Linked DNA regions of Mus musculus: region 1 is linked to region 2. The links are chromatin contacts, called in public Hi-C maps. All regions are on one chromosome and are shown on one strand. The core of a region is the stretch at or near the end of the contact, and the rest is flanking DNA. Distances in the headings are between cores, read along the strand shown. Region 1 holds the start of Masp1 (mannan-binding lectin serine peptidase 1). Region 2 overlaps St6gal1 (beta galactoside alpha 2,6 sialyltransferase 1).

Region 1 (3,277 bases), core at 689-3,188, 230 kb after region 2:
AGCCCAAAGACACAAGAATGAGTCTGGGCCTTTTCCAGATCATCAGTGTGGCCCTGGGCAAGTTGCTTAATGGCTTCTATCTCATGTTCCCATTAATCCTTATGTCACATGAAACCCGAAGCCAGGATGAAGCAATGCTCATGAAAGTGACTCAAGTGCTGTGTGCCTGTGAGTCCAGACCCCTGAGAGACAGCCAGCAGGACACTTTCCTAGAACTTCTTTTTGATATTCAGTAATTGAATTCGACTCTGTCATAGTTACTGAATTTCTACTAGAAAGGAACATGATGTTAGGTGCTGGTCACATGACCATGAAGACCTACAAAGATGAAGACATTGGTTACATCCCTCGGAAGTGGGAAGTGGACATTTAAATCAGTAGCCACGCCAGAGATGACAAGAAATATGGCCACAGATGAGAACAAAGGAAGAGATGCCATGTCTGAGGGATGGAGATCAGAAACGAGGACACAATGTTGAGCGAAATACCTGGGAGGGTTGTCCTAAATTGAGGGTTAAGCATATACAACGGTGAGCTTTTGGGATGGCTGAGGCACAGGTAAGGCAGAATATCATTCCACAGTACAAAGGAAGAAAAGCCATTGTTTCAGAAGAAGGGAAAAATGAACAAAACCAAAGGACAACTTTACAAGATCAGAATGACGGAATGAACTTTTAGAGACAGCTCTTCCTCCTAGGCATAGGTCAATGCAATCCAAAGTTACACAGATGGAAGCTCACTCTTTATTGGCCCTGGACTGAGCAAGTTACCAGGTGACTGAAGAAAAGAAACAAATAGAAACTTTCCTGATTTAAAGGAAAGCGAATGGAAAATAGGTGTGTAGGGACTTAACACATCTCCAGAGTGTGTTTCCTTGCTCTTTTTGACACTTACAAGTGATAACAATAATTAGGATAGTTGGGGTTTCAGACTCTGGTAAAGCTTATAAGAAATGCCTGGTGAGGAACATGAAGGGACACAAGAAACAGGGAAGGTTGAAGAGCTTCAAGCCCATTAGAATTTAAAGTGGTAGGTTTCTGAATCCCACATGCTCCTTAAAAAAACTGTGGTGTCTCTTTAAGAGCCATTTGGTGCATTTCCTAGCCTGATTCATGTCACCAGCTGCCTCTGATTTCAGTGAGAAATGCAGAATTTATAGGGAACTGTAAAATGGGGACAGGTTTCTAGTTTTCTAAATTGAGGTTTAACTGGCAAACTTCTGAAGGCTCAAGAAACCACAAGTGAGGCTGTGGGGGGAACTGTTGTCTTTTCCGGTCAGAAAAAAAAAATATAAACACACAAACACATTATCTAACTCTCAAAGTGTTGGGAGAAAGAAATCAGTGCTCTTTGCCGAGCAGCAAAAAGAAGAATCAGCCTTGTGGGCAGGAGGAGGAGGAGGATCGCATTGGCCAGTAGGCAGCACCCTGTGCTGGCAGAGAGAGAAATCTGAGCCTCAGCCTCGCCAGGAGCAGGCTTTGCACAAACTATCTGGTTTCAAGTTGCGACTCTCCGGAGTCCCTGGGAAGGTGCCCCAGGGACAGGGCCCCCAGGATTGATGAGACTCCCCCATCCCCAGCCGCCCAGAGGATAAGCAGGTGAGTCTGCCTAGAGACAAGGTCAGACCCAGCGGGCTGCTCTCCACTCGGTCCCCTGACCAGGCACTCACCTCATTTTCCTGCTCTGTGAGCTCCTGGCTTTGGTTCCTTCTGCCAGACTTGTCTGTGAGCTCGTCCCAGTCCCCGGTGTGGTGTCAGCGATGCCTTATCTTTGTTCTGAGGTCCCTGTGTGTCTCTGGAATTGGCTGGCATTCTCCATTCAGGTCACGCCTTCTCCTGCCTGCAACAGATCCCCTCTCCCCCTCTCCCTCTGGCTTTCCCTCTCTCCTCTCTCTGTCTGAGCTTATGTACACTCGGAGGGACCTGACAGACTGTTTCCTTGCAAGATCTGTTAGCCAGTCCCCTCCTAGGGAGGGACTGCAGCCCTTGAGAAAAAAATCTGAGAGACTTAGAGGTGTGTGTGTGTGTGTGTGTGAGAGAGAGAGAGAGAGAGAGAGAGAGAGAGGAGAGAGAGAGAGAGAGTAATTTCTCTTCAGCCTCCCTTGCCTGATGGCTATAATTGTTCTACTTTAGGACCCCAGCAAAAGAACAATTAAACAGAAACAGCCAACTAAAAAGGCAGTTCTAGGAGATTATAAAAAAGAAGGCAGATTCCAAGCCTCAGCCTGTTCGTGGACATCCACAGGTTTTTTTTTTTTTTTTTTTTCCTTCTGAAAACCTCGTGGCTGGCCCCGCTGGTGAGGGAGCACCAGTTCCTGCAGTTGGCTACTTACTCTCCCCACTTGAAAGGCTGCTGCGTGGCACTGTCTAACTGCAAGCATGCAGAGATCTAATTTACCCAGTTGGGAAAAAGGCTTCAGCAAAGCCAGAGAGCCAGGTGCCCCATGCATCTAGAAAGAACTGTGCCTGTGTGCTGTCAGTGCCTCAGGCCCCATAGAGAAACGTACAGCAGATCTATGCTGAGCTGAGTAATAAGAGAGCCCTCTTCCTAAAGACAGCACCACATATAACCCTCTCCACAGCTAACCCCTACTGTAACTCCACCACAGTATCATCTCTGCAGTCCGACATCTCAGTCCGACAGAGGCCCTTCCACAGTAATAACCCCAACACACAAAAGTGGCAGCCTGCGCTGAAGGGCGTGTGAGGTGGGTGGGCCCGCTCACCTGCATCATTTCAGCGCCAGGCACAAACGCTGTCTAAATCACTTCCACAAACTTCTGAGGGTTCTCTCTGATGGATCTTTTCCAGGTGGGAAAATGATGTCTTAACAAGATTATAGGACTGGCCAAGGCATCCAGGATCCCACTACCACTTCTGGAGCCATTGCCACCTCAAGCCAGCTGTTAGAAGAGCCACTGGGCGCTAACCCTGGCCCCACTCGTTCCTTCGAGAACCTTGTCCAGGCCTGTGGTAGCATTATAACTCCAGTAAAGAAAGTGCCCAGAGGAAGTGGTCATACACTTAGGAAGGGAGGAAGAAGTCCATCTCTCATGGGTTCCATGACACCACGTCTCGGTAACGTATCACAGAGCACGTGGCGTTTGCAAACCACATACATCCACTAACAGAGAAACCGAGTCCTGAACTATTTCAAGCGCTTTAGATGCTGATCCAGACTTTAACGGTGATCTATGTTTTCTGACCAACCTGGCTGCGTACAGCACTGTTTCAGATCCCATCTCTTTGTTCGCTGAATGGAAACTGTAACGAGGCAC
Region 2 (3,320 bases), core at 303-2,802:
TTCTCCTCCCCCAGCCCCTTCCCCTTCCTGAGAGGGTGGGGCCCCCTGGGTTTTAGAAGGATGATTGTCAGCCTCCTGCATACCAGAGAAGTGTAGGTATAGCCTTGCAGGATATAATTATAAGTCATTTTTGAAGTTCCCTCTATACCTACGCACTGGTTAATCACTGCCAAAACACTTGTTTCCTTTGGTCTTTAAGGGCTCTGGGGGGACAAGAGGGGCTCCTTTCATGCAGAGAAATGACCTTAAGGGAGTGGCTTTCAACCCTTTCAACATGGGTCACCTAAAGACCCTTGGAAAACACAGGTATTTACATTATATTATCATTCATAGCAGAAGCAACATTACAGTTATGAAAATAATTCTTGTGGCTGGGGGTCACCAGTGTATTGAAGGGACACAGCGTCAGGAAGGGTGAGAATCACTGCTCTAAGGGTATGATCTAGGAAGCCCGTCAACTTTTCCTGAGAGTGGCCCTCCGCCCGTCCCAAAGTTAGTGACTTGGCCAGGTCAGACCTGATTTAAAATTTGTAAACACAAATTTGTAAACACTTTTCCCAGAAGGGCGACAAGGGAAGCATGCGTTTGTGTTCTAGAGACAGGGAAGTTCTTCGACATTCTCCTGACTTTTCTGTGGTCTTCACAGAGGGTCCTCTGTGACATCCTGAACATGGGAGAAATGTCAAGATGAGCCTTGACTATCAAACACTATAAAATTTGTCTTTAGGACAAGGAACTCAAATCTTTGAATTTATCTCCTTTTGTAAGACCCCATGCAAATGCTTAATCCTCCTCACCCAGTAAAACGTTTGCTTACAGAAAAGCTCTGTCCCAGGAATTAAACATGACACTCTCCATGAAGATGGTCTTTTAGGACAGTTACTAGAACACTTCCTCAAGGGACTCATGCTTGTGGAGACTCTCCTGCTTGGGCCTTCATAGACAATGCTGAAGGAAGAGCAGAAGGCAGTGGAGAGAAAGTAGACCAAAGTGTTCCATGTTAAACCCTCGAGAAGGGAGGGAAATTGCAATACTGCTGGCTCATAAGACATTTTTTTGAGTCAGGCATGGACAAAAGCTTTTATTTGAACAGTGCTATAAGCTGTGTTAAGTGTAGTGCCCCCAGGGGTTAGTTGACAAATACAGAAACCCTGGTTGAGGTCAAAAACATTAGCTAGTGCTTGCTTTATTTCTCTGCTTCTCAGAAGTTTATCAATAGTATTTTCATGATTCAAAGCTAAGAGAAGAGACTGGTTTTTCTCCTCCTTTGTGGTTTTCCTACCTCTCTTCTCTTCTTCCTTCCGCTAGTCAGCATGTGCTGAGTCCCAGACCTGAGAACATGGCTGTAGATGAACCAGTATCCCTCTCTTTGAGCTTGTGACCCTTACATGTTTTTACTTTTACTTCCGCAAACAATAAACAACGCTTAAAAAAAAATGCTTTTTGGCTGTTGTTGTTTTTCAAAACAGGGTTTCTCTGTGTAGCCCTGACGGTCTTGGAACTCACTCTGTAGACCAGGCTGGCCTTGAACTCACAGAGATCCACCTGCCTCTGTACTGGGACTAAAGGCACGTGTCACCACACCTGGTAGAAGCTTTTGTTTTTAAAGACATATACAGTAGAGACTTTGTGAATGGAATAGTGCATGACATTTGTTTCAAAATAATCTAGAAGTTTCAGAAATAGAGAGGGCTGTAAGCAAGAATGTCTACTTTGACTCTGGTCTGTGGGATTTTTCGATGTAGCACCCATTTGTAGCCATTTTAGCCATTTTTTTTCATTATCTGTTAAGAGACAAAATTTCATGAAATACTGCTTGCCTTTATATGTAGCAAATTCTGACATTTAACCATATAGTCCCTTATATTTTAATACAACTGATTACTATACTCTTGCTTTGATTTTGAGACTGGATATTATCAAGGTAGTGTGGTCGTGGACTCCAGCTTGACTTTGAGATCAGTAAAACAGAGACAAAAACACGTGGGCTAGGCATTGGCCACCCAATGTCAATCGATCCTGGCTTGTGTTCATAGGGCTCTGGCCAATTAGGACAGGACAGAACTACCCACTGAAAAGCAATCCTGACTTGTGTACAGAGGGCAGTGGACAGATCAGGGCAGGAAGGTCACTTTCTCTGGGAAAGTCTGAGAAGCATTCTGCCTGGAAGGGAGACATGTGGAAGCATGGTGAGAAGATAAACATTTGAGGTCAATGATGAGGGGATGGGAGGGCTGACCTCTGCTCAGGATGGCTGGAAAGTGAGGGCCTTCAGCCAGTAGCTTCTGGAGGCCACAACTAAAAGTCATGCAAGGCCCTACGAGACAGCACAAAGACTTAGACTTAAAGACTTTGTTTCTGTTTAGGGTTGTAAGGTAACTAGAGAAATGACCCCATTCCGCTGGACTTTCATCAAGGCCATTGCCAGCTATGTCTATGTAAAGTATGTTATCTGTGTGTCATGATTTAGAATAAAGGACTCCTACCCAAAACAGGGCCGTTCCAGAGCACAGATGTCTTGAGCCACCTCATAGAATCACCTCCCTCCCCTCTGCCATGGGGTTTTCCAGAAGATCCACAGACAATTCAATTTGAGATTTTTTTTCATAACAAAAGTGGCTTTCGCTTTCAGTGAATTAGAGGAGGTGAACCTGGACTCCTTGCAAGCTCTTGTCCCCTTTCCTGCACAGGGGCTGCTTTGGGGCATGAACTGTGGCAGCCCGTAAGACTCCGAGGATACTTACATTTTCTAGGTCTTTTATGACTGTCAGGTCGCAACTCTTTTAATCTTAAAAAAAAAAAAAAAAAAGCTCTAGGAAGTATAATTATTACCATTATTTGATTTGTATAGAGACTAAAGCATGTTTGACTTTGTCCAAGGTCAAACTTCCAAGGGTCAGCAGAGCTGGGACTTAGGCAGTCTGATTCCACGGTCCATCTTAGCCACCATTGTACGTCTTCACTGGAAACCTTGTCAGTAAGAGTGACTAAGAGAACCAAGAGAGCTGATGCTATCCTCAGGCACTCCCAGAGTCTATGGAATTCAGGGACTCCTCGCTGGTGTCTGGTGTAGGACTGCTGCTTGTGTTGGATGTGAGAGGAAACCTGCACAACATTTACACTGAAAAAAAAAAAAACAAAAGCAGAAGAAGCAAGAAGAAACTGGGGTTTGGTTTTTTTTGCTGTAGCTCATTATACACAAATCAGCCTCACTGGTGAGAATGCTGGAAAACAGCAGATAGGACGGGCCCAGGAGTCAGAACTTGAACTCAGTACAATCCTGTCTCAGAGAATTACACCATGGAAGGCCGAGCTTCTGT

What was found. A called contact is a pair of places that touch in the nucleus more often than the background predicts.
Region 1: a contact with region 2 is called in a Hi-C map of liver, with 2.3 times the contacts expected there. The contact joins the promoter of Masp1 here to the enhancer-like site in region 2. A contact is called at or near these places in 1 of 39 promoter capture datasets (liver), 3 of 484 Hi-C or Micro-C datasets (all in liver) and 1 of 9 other capture datasets (pancreatic islet).

The regions. Positions count from the first base shown.
Region 1 is chr16:23,518,877-23,522,153 of GRCm38.p6, forward strand. It overlaps Masp1 (mannan-binding lectin serine peptidase 1), which reads right to left and starts at 1,939. Exons shown (of 11, transcript NM_001359083.1): 1 at 1,670-1,939. The coding sequence starts at 1,674. It also overlaps a transcript of Rtp4 not described here.
Region 2 is chr16:23,292,364-23,295,683 of GRCm38.p6, forward strand. All of the region lies in intron 2 of St6gal1 (beta galactoside alpha 2,6 sialyltransferase 1), which reads left to right. Among named protein-coding and RNA genes, the nearest start is that of Gm30814, 33 kb to the right of the region's middle. Within about 2 kb of position 1,553, at least 10 of the 459 cell types and tissues checked have an H3K27ac peak or open chromatin away from gene starts, as enhancers often do. A contact at or near this core is called in liver, where this site is marked.